2 separate regions of the Capsicum annuum genome follow, and region 1 is linked to region 2. A link is a contact called in public Hi-C data. All regions are on one chromosome and are shown on one strand. The core of a region is the stretch at or near the end of the contact, and the rest is flanking DNA. Distances in the headings are between cores, read along the strand shown. Region 1 holds the start of LOC107865905. Region 2 overlaps LOC107868160 (rRNA biogenesis protein RRP5).

Region 1 (3,979 bases), core at 1,052-3,551, 49 kb before region 2:
TAACAATTCACTGACCGGTGGCATCCCACCTGAGTTGGGAAATTGCAGTAGCTTATTGTGGTTGAATCTTGCAAACAATCAACTTTCAGGGCCAATTCCACCTCAGTTAGCAAGAATTGGCTCAAATCCAATGCCTACTTTCTTGTCGAATAGGGCAAAGGATAAGGTCACTGCTGGCTCGGGGGAGTGCTTCGCTATGAAGAGGTGGATACCAGCTGATTATCCTCCATTTAGCTTTGTATATCCTCTCCTTACCCGGAAGAATTGTAGAAGCCTATGGGATAAATTGCTCAAGGGGTATGGTTTATTTCCAGTGTGTGAAGTGGGTAGTAATGTTCGTTCTTATCAGATATCAGGCTATCTTCAACTTAGCATGAACAAATTTTCTGGTGGGATCCCGCCTGAAATTGGCAGCATGCAGAATTTCAGTATGCTTCATTTGGGTGTAAATGAATTCGCTGGGCCGCTCCCTTCAGAGATTGGACAAATGCAACTTGTAGTCCTGAATGTTTCAAAGAACAGAATATCTGGTGAGATTCCGAGCCAGATTGGATACATTAAGTGCTTACAGATTCTTGATCTGTCCTACAACAATTTCTCTGGTCTATTCCCAGCTAGTTTTAATAAATTGTCTGATCTGAGCAAGTTCAACGTCTCTTACAACGAGCACATCTATGGTACTATACCAGAAAGTGGGCAATTAGCCACGTTTGAGAAGTCATCATATCTTGGCGATCCATTGTTGCGCCTTCCATCTTTCATTGACAACTCTACGAATGCTGCTATAAACAAGGGTGGAAGTTTCAAAAGGCCTACAAAAGTTGGTGCAATTTTGGTATTCTTGGCTTTGGTGCTGGCTTTCGTTGTTTGTGGACTTATGACACTCGTTGTCTGCCTCATTTTAAAATCTCCGATAGACACACCAGGATACCTACTGGAGGATTCAAAGGGCCGACATGATCTGGCATCGAGTTCAGGTGCATCCTCACCATGGTTGTCTAATGATGTCAAGGTTATCCGTTTGGACAGAACAAGCTTCACACATTCTGACATTTTGAAGGCCACAGGCAGATTCTCGAATGACAGAATTATAGGGAAGGGAGGATTCGGGACAGTGTATCGCGGAGTCTTGCCAGATGGAAGGCAAGTGGCAGTGAAAAAGCTACAAAGGGAGGGAATTGAAGGGGAAAGAGAGTTTAGAGCTGAAATGGAAGTACTAAGTGGAAATGACTTTGGTTGGCATCCAAATCTTGTGACACTTTATGGTTGGTGCCTTAACGGATCAGAGAAATTGTTAGTCTATGAATACATGGGAGGTGGAAGCTTAGATGACATTATCACAGATACAACCAAATTCACATGGAAGAGACGAATTAACGTGGCAATTGATGTGGCACATGCTTTAGTCTTCTTACACCACGAGTGCTACCCTTGTATCGTCCACAGAGATGTCAAGGCTAGCAACGTGCTGCTAGACAAAGACGGAAGAGCAAGAGTCACAGATTTTGGCCTAGCTAGGGTCATGGATGCTGGAGATAGTCATGTTAGCACAATGGTTGCTGGTACAATCGGGTACGTTGCACCAGAATACGGGCAAACTTGGCAGGCTACAACAAAAGGCGACGTCTACAGTTATGGAGTCCTGGCCATGGAGCTAGCCACAGGGAGACGCGCTGTAGATGGAGGCGAGGAATGCCTAGTTGAATGGGCGAAACGAGTGATGGGAGACGGAAGGCAAGGGTTCACCAGAGCCATTATACCTGTGTCTCTTTTGGTATCTGGCCTAGCAGAGGGAGCAGAAGAATTGTGTGAATTGCTTAGAATAGGAATAAGGTGCACTGCTGATAGTCCTCATGCTAGGCCAAATATGAAGGAAGTATTGGACATGTTGATCGCCATTCCTCGCAGCCACAGATCAGGATCCAGCCGTTGCACTTCTCCTTCATTTTGATGAACTTTTTTTTTGTTTCAAATTACACAGCCAAGTGTCAATAGATTTTTACACATTTGTAACATACACATCTCACATTCTTCTTGTAAAAACTTGTTTAGATTCTTTGTTTTGGCAATTATGATTTGCTAGGATCACATAAAATTTTTGTTAAGATCATAAGAGTTGAAATGTGAATTAAGTTTTCAAAGATTTCCTATGGAAAGTTTTAACCTTTGAGTTTGTGTTTTGTGCATCGTAAAGAATTCTTACACTATCATACTATAATACAACAAGAATTAACTCTCCATATTAAGCATGATGTGGTAACTTGGAAAATAGTGCTACTTAAATCTTCTTTAGCCGTGGAAACAACCTCTTGCAGAAATGCAGGATAAGGCTACATATAGATGAAAAGAAATGTTAATCCAAGTAAAAGCAAGTGAAGGAGACAAGTATTGACTCACCAACTCACCTATAAGGCAAATGTAAAACTCCAGTTATGTTATGGATTATTGCATGATTAATTAAGGTGATCATCATAATTATCTAGTACACGGAATTTGTTGTTAATTAATTAGGTCATCAAGTCTTTTTCATAGTGGATGGCGTCAAAGAAAAAAACATGAGCACTTGGAAAATTACATGGTTATTGTCCCCAAAATTTAAGATCATCTACTTATAACAGTAGCTAAATTAATCAAAATTTAACGACTAAGTGGAGTCAAATCATGGAGTAATCATGAACATTTGAAGTGGATGTACTATTCTAATGCATTAAATATCTTCACTAGTTCTCCAGTGAAGTAAGTATACATATTTGATGGACTCATGACATTCATAGTGAAATTACAGTAGCAGGGTTCAAATACAACTATATAAATATATCCCATCTAATCCCCATAATTAAAGAAAATTATATAATGGTCTTCACAACATGTTTTTTGTTCTTTCTAAAATATATACTAGTTTCTAAAATATTCAACAAATCAAAAAAAAATATTCTTCTCTACCATAAAGCATGAAAAAATGGACATATATTGTTTTCCAGGATATTTGTACCAAATGCACAATTAGCGCATGATCATTTAGTTAACAATAATGTCCTTCATAATAATAATCTCCAATTTAATGGAGTGAGGAACATTCATTGATCTTCCTTACAGTTTATTTGTTGTGAACTCTTTTTCCTGAATTTGCATTCTGTTGACAGGGGCGGCGTCAGGTATGGCCGAGGGGTTAAAATTAATTTTTGTGTCTATAGTAGATGTTGAACTCCTCTGCTTGTTCGCGTGTTAATTTTCAATTTTGAATTCCCTTGATGAAAATCCTAGCTCTGCCGCTATCGGTTGAAATCCTTAGTTAGTAGTAACTTCATATTTGCTGATCGATATGATTAATTAGACATGACATATAATCGATGCAGGGTAATGGATGAAGAAGATAAGAGAATGGAGAATGCAATTAAGCGTGAGTTAGAATATAAACAGAAGATTGCAAATTTATTTCCGGATCATGATGCTAATACTGATATTTTTCCCTTAGAGGTAAGTCTTGTTTCTAATTTTCTATCCATTTTCTTCTATATATAAATTCCGCGAACGCATTACCTGATTCATCTAAGTGCATGACAATTGATATGTATCAATACTCTCGATGATTAGTGAGGACATGTCTCAACTTCAGATTACGGAGGACATTGACCTTAGATAGGAGAGTGTGGAGGTCGATGTCTTGCTTTTCGACAGATATAGGCTTGGTACTGTCTGTAGTAGACTCATAGTATTAGCCGTAGTTTCTTGCTTTTGATATCTGTTACCATCTATTATTTATAGTGGTTTGGTTTATCACACTAATTTGTTGCTGTTACTGTTCCTTTCGCGAATGCTGTGCACTGTTTTCCTTATTCGCTGTCATGTTTTCTTCACTGTATGTTGTTGCTGTATATAATTTTGTTACCAAAAGGTACACTGTATCTTGGGTAATGATAAAATCTGTGTACTCCTTGTATCTTACATATGTTACAAGACTTGATCATCGATACATATA
Region 2 (4,036 bases), core at 543-3,042:
TTTGTTGAGTTGATGTGAAGTGGTGAAATTCCATCCTTCGAAAGGCCATGGCATTTCACTGATTTCTTTTATTAACTTAGTTGCTATTCTGGTTTTAGAAGCTATCGTGGACAAGTGTGGGTGAATTGTTATTTGAATTATTTGAACCGTCATTTGATTCATCTATTCCTATTACTATTATTATTGGTTTGATTGGCTTCCGCTTTATTTTTATGATTATTGTGCTCTTGAGGTTAGGCTAAGGGGTGGTCTCCGACCCATAATGGACTTGAAATACCCGTCACGACTAGGCCCTGGTTCAGGTCATGACACTCTATCTATGTGAGTATTTATTCCTTAAGAGCCCTTTTACTCAATCATGTAGAATAATAATGATTAAAATTGTAGTAACTCTTAATTTAAGCATATCATTTCTAAAGAAAAGTTACCAATATATTAAGGGATGTATAGTGTTGTTTTATTGCTCTTTTTACTTCTTTTTTCGGGGGTGGGGGGTGGGGGTGGGGGGGTAGGGGGGGCTAAACAAAAATTGTATTCAACCGGTAAGTATTTTGTACAACCTAACAAAGAAAGAGAAGTGTCTGATAAGACTGCTGCTTTAACATATGGAGATAATGTAACTTAGTTCCTTAGTTTCAGATAGGATGGATGCAGTTATCCATTAGTAGTTGTTAGTTGTTATCTATTAGTAGTTGTCAGTAATTATCTATAGTAGTTATCTATAGCAGTAACTGCTTATGTCTTAGTTTAAATAGAAGAATCTGGTAGAGTTCTAAGAACAAAAGAAAAAATATTATCATTGTCTTTATATCTGGAGATCTGTCCACTCCATACGGACTTGGTTATTGGTTAATATAATGTTTAAGATCCTTGCACTTCATTTAACCAATAATATTTCCTTCTCTATCTCTTCTGCGTCCTAATTTCTATCAGTGTCTCACCTGGATTGACGACTAGGCTTACATCTATGGAAACGATCTAAACTTCGAAGGCATGTAGCCCATTCACAGTTTCTTTGTCCAACAATATGCACTTGCAACACAATATCTCTAACAAGTAGCTTGTGAGATTTCTTCTTTGAGTTGAACCTTCGATTGTTCCTCTCCATCCAAAGTTGATACACTACTGCCGCAAACAGGAAGCCCAAAATTGCAGTTCTTGGATTATGTCGCTTTACCCTGTTACTAAGTATTTCATGATCCCAACCTACACTTTTACCTTGAACCCCTAGCCATTGTTTCAGCCCTTGCCACACAAGTTTGGAGTACTTGCGTTCGAAACCCAGATAAGTATTGAGAGAGTCCAATATTTCTTCTTCACACAATAGAGAGTCTCCATTCACCATAATACCCCATTTGCTCAGTCTCTCAACAGTTAGTCTGGTGAAGTGCTAGCCATAAGACAAATTGACGTCTAGGCATAACACAGAAAATAACAATGATGGCTTCTCCTTAAAGGCATATATTTTCAAACATTTTTTAAAAATTAATTTTAGGAAATTCAATCAAAAGGACATAAAATAGATAATTGCAATTTCAAGACTTGATATAGTAGACAAGCTTGTTTTTTTTTTTTTTTGGGGGGGGGGGGGTTCCACCCGGTACAATACTCACAATGGATCTCTCAACTAAATCTAAATTCACTCCAGGAAGACCGACATTAGGTGTAAGCGCTCCCTAACAAAGGCTACTCCGTACCTAGGGAAACTTGAACCAGAAACCTCTGAATAAAAATAGCGTACTTACCACTCCATCACAATCCGTGTTGGTAGATAATAGATGTAGGAAAAACATAGTCCTTTCTCAACAACATTTTGACATTTAGAAACAGGGGAGATCACCTACTGGAATTGCGTAAGAAAATTTACAAGCGTTAAAAATGGATTCATTATCATTGCTAAAATTCATATTCATACACAAACGCCTAACAGAATATCATATCCCCCTTGCATAAAACTGAGATTCTCTTTACACCACAATTTCTCTGTTCGTTCCAAAAATTACTCTTTTACACAGTAACAAAAATGAAGCCGCATGCTTCTCTGCCGTCTAGCATGTTTCAAAACTTGCATTTCAGTCTCCGAACTCTATTTCAATCACTCAACTTACTTCCAACAAGAGAAGTTGGTTCTAGTGCTGGGGACATTACTTTCAACAGATTCTTGCCACAGTTAGTCATGTTTGTACGTCCCAAACAGCAGACAGTTTCAACCTCAAGGTAATTTCTGAACAATACCATGTGAAAATCTGTTCTCCAGCACTATGAAGGACTCTGAACCATGTCAAGATATTCCAGTATCTCCACGACTGCTGTATTTAATTCATGCAAGACTACTCTCAACATATTCCATTGCTTTCCTTTTCACAGCCTCCATTCGTTCATCATCACCAAGCGTCTTTTCATACTCAAGATACTTTTTAAAGAGGAACTGCACTCCAGATATCATAGGCCATTAATAAAACGGATAGGGCACCATCTTAAAACAAGAAAACCAACTGAAAGAAACATCATGACAAATATTCCAGGGTATTGAAAATATATATAATCACCTTCATCTTTTTGGGTGGAAGGCTAAGAGTAATTGCCCTTTCAAATAAGGCACGGATCACATCTGCATTTCCCAGTCGAATCTCCTGTTCATTTGATTTAGTTGTGAGTCATGTACTGTAAAAACGATTTTCTTCACCCACACAATAGTGCAGTTCAATACAGTACCTGATCAAGATAAACGCTCCACAGATCAGTTCTCTTTGGATACTCGCGAAGCATTTTCTCAAATAAGGAGCGACCCCTGTCAGGAACTCCACACTTGAACTCTAGAATAGCTGTTTGTGTAATAAAGTTAATATGTTTGTGCGGAGGAAGACTTAGCAAAGCACGATTCACCACTGACTGGACTCCATCTTGGTTTTGTTTCAATAGCCACTGAATACGCCTGAGCCAAACCTAAATGCAAAGAGGACACAAAGAGTTAGCAATAGTTAAATAAGGATCAACCAAAGCACTTCCCAAACCACTCTTAGGTGTCACTACCTTGCACGAATGCTTGAACTTCTTGACCATCTTGTTAAGAAGTTCATCTGTGAGTTTGTGTTGCTCAGTCCTCTCATACATTCCTAACAAGGCCAAATGCACTTTTTTGGGATCACAATACTGCAATGCTCTTTGGAATACTTTTGCAACAGCTTCCTGGGGCGTAATCAAGGATATGGGATTCAGAGGCAAATACTTGAATTGCAAAGTGAAATATAACGAACATAAATGGGTCAATATCATTGTTTTGCTGACCTCTGGTGGATTTCCATACTCGTTTTCTAAATTAAAGTAAGCAACCCAAACATTCAGCTTTTCCAACTCTTCTCGCACATTTATCGTCCTCAAGGCCCTTGAGAAAAGAATCAAGACACAACTAACAAGTCATACATAATTTTCCATCACATTTTGCAACTCAATAGTACCTAAAAACGCTAAATCAAACATGAGTTGTGCATTTGTTTGCACCTCATTGGTTCTTTTAGTTGTTCCATGCAAGGAACCTTTTGGAGCAAAGTGTTATACTTGAGCCATATAGATCACACATATCTTCTGAGGCAACTTAAATGTGATGGCACACACCTGCCCAAGATAGTTTTTCCCAAAATGTGATGTTAGATTGACAGTCAAGGGAACAATCCTATTAGCTGGTCATGGAAAAAATAGTGCAAGTCTAGAAGCCCTTATGAAGTTAGCTGTTTTATGTGGTTGGTTGCTCACGAGGTGTAGTCGACTCAAAACAAACTACAGAGAGGGCTTTCATATTAAGCAACAGGTGCTTTATGCCTAACCGTGATGAATAAAATTGCAGACACTTATTCCTTCACTGTCCTGTGGCAACACTTATTTCATATTAGCTGGTCATTCTTTTTTAACCTATTCAAGATGCCTTCACCATGCATCGTACAGTGAGGGATCTCTGACCATCTGGGGGGTTTGAAGGAGTAAGGAAGCTACGAGAAAGATTTGGAAAACTGTACCAGCTTGTGTTTGTAGAATATTA

What was found. A called contact is a pair of places that touch in the nucleus more often than the background predicts.
Region 1: a Hi-C map of leaf shows a contact between it and region 2, with 2.5 times the contacts expected there. The contact joins the promoter of LOC107865905 here to the enhancer-like site in region 2. A contact is called at or near these places in 3 of 5 Hi-C or Micro-C datasets (bud, leaf and pericarp).

The regions. Positions count from the first base shown.
Region 1 is chr3:256,082,602-256,086,580 of UCD10Xv1.1, reverse strand. LOC107865905 reads left to right here and starts at 2,301. Exons shown (of 5, transcript XM_047409853.1): 1 at 2,301-3,477. The coding sequence starts at 3,337. It overlaps LOC107862280 (probable LRR receptor-like serine/threonine-protein kinase At1g74360), which reads left to right. Exons shown (of 2, transcript XM_016707797.2): 2 at 1-2,163. The coding sequence ends at 1,951.
Region 2 is chr3:256,033,402-256,037,437 of UCD10Xv1.1, reverse strand. It overlaps LOC107868160 (rRNA biogenesis protein RRP5), which reads right to left. Exons shown (of 37, transcript XM_047408768.1): 33 at 3,289-3,385; 34 at 3,034-3,189; 35 at 2,716-2,946; 36 at 2,550-2,633; 37 at 1,863-2,428. The coding sequence ends at 2,321. Among protein-coding and RNA genes, the nearest start is that of LOC124897472, 4.7 kb to the right of the region's middle. Within about 2 kb of position 1,792, at least 4 of the 5 cell types and tissues checked have an H3K27ac peak or open chromatin away from gene starts, as enhancers often do. A contact at or near this core is called in bud and leaf, where this site is marked.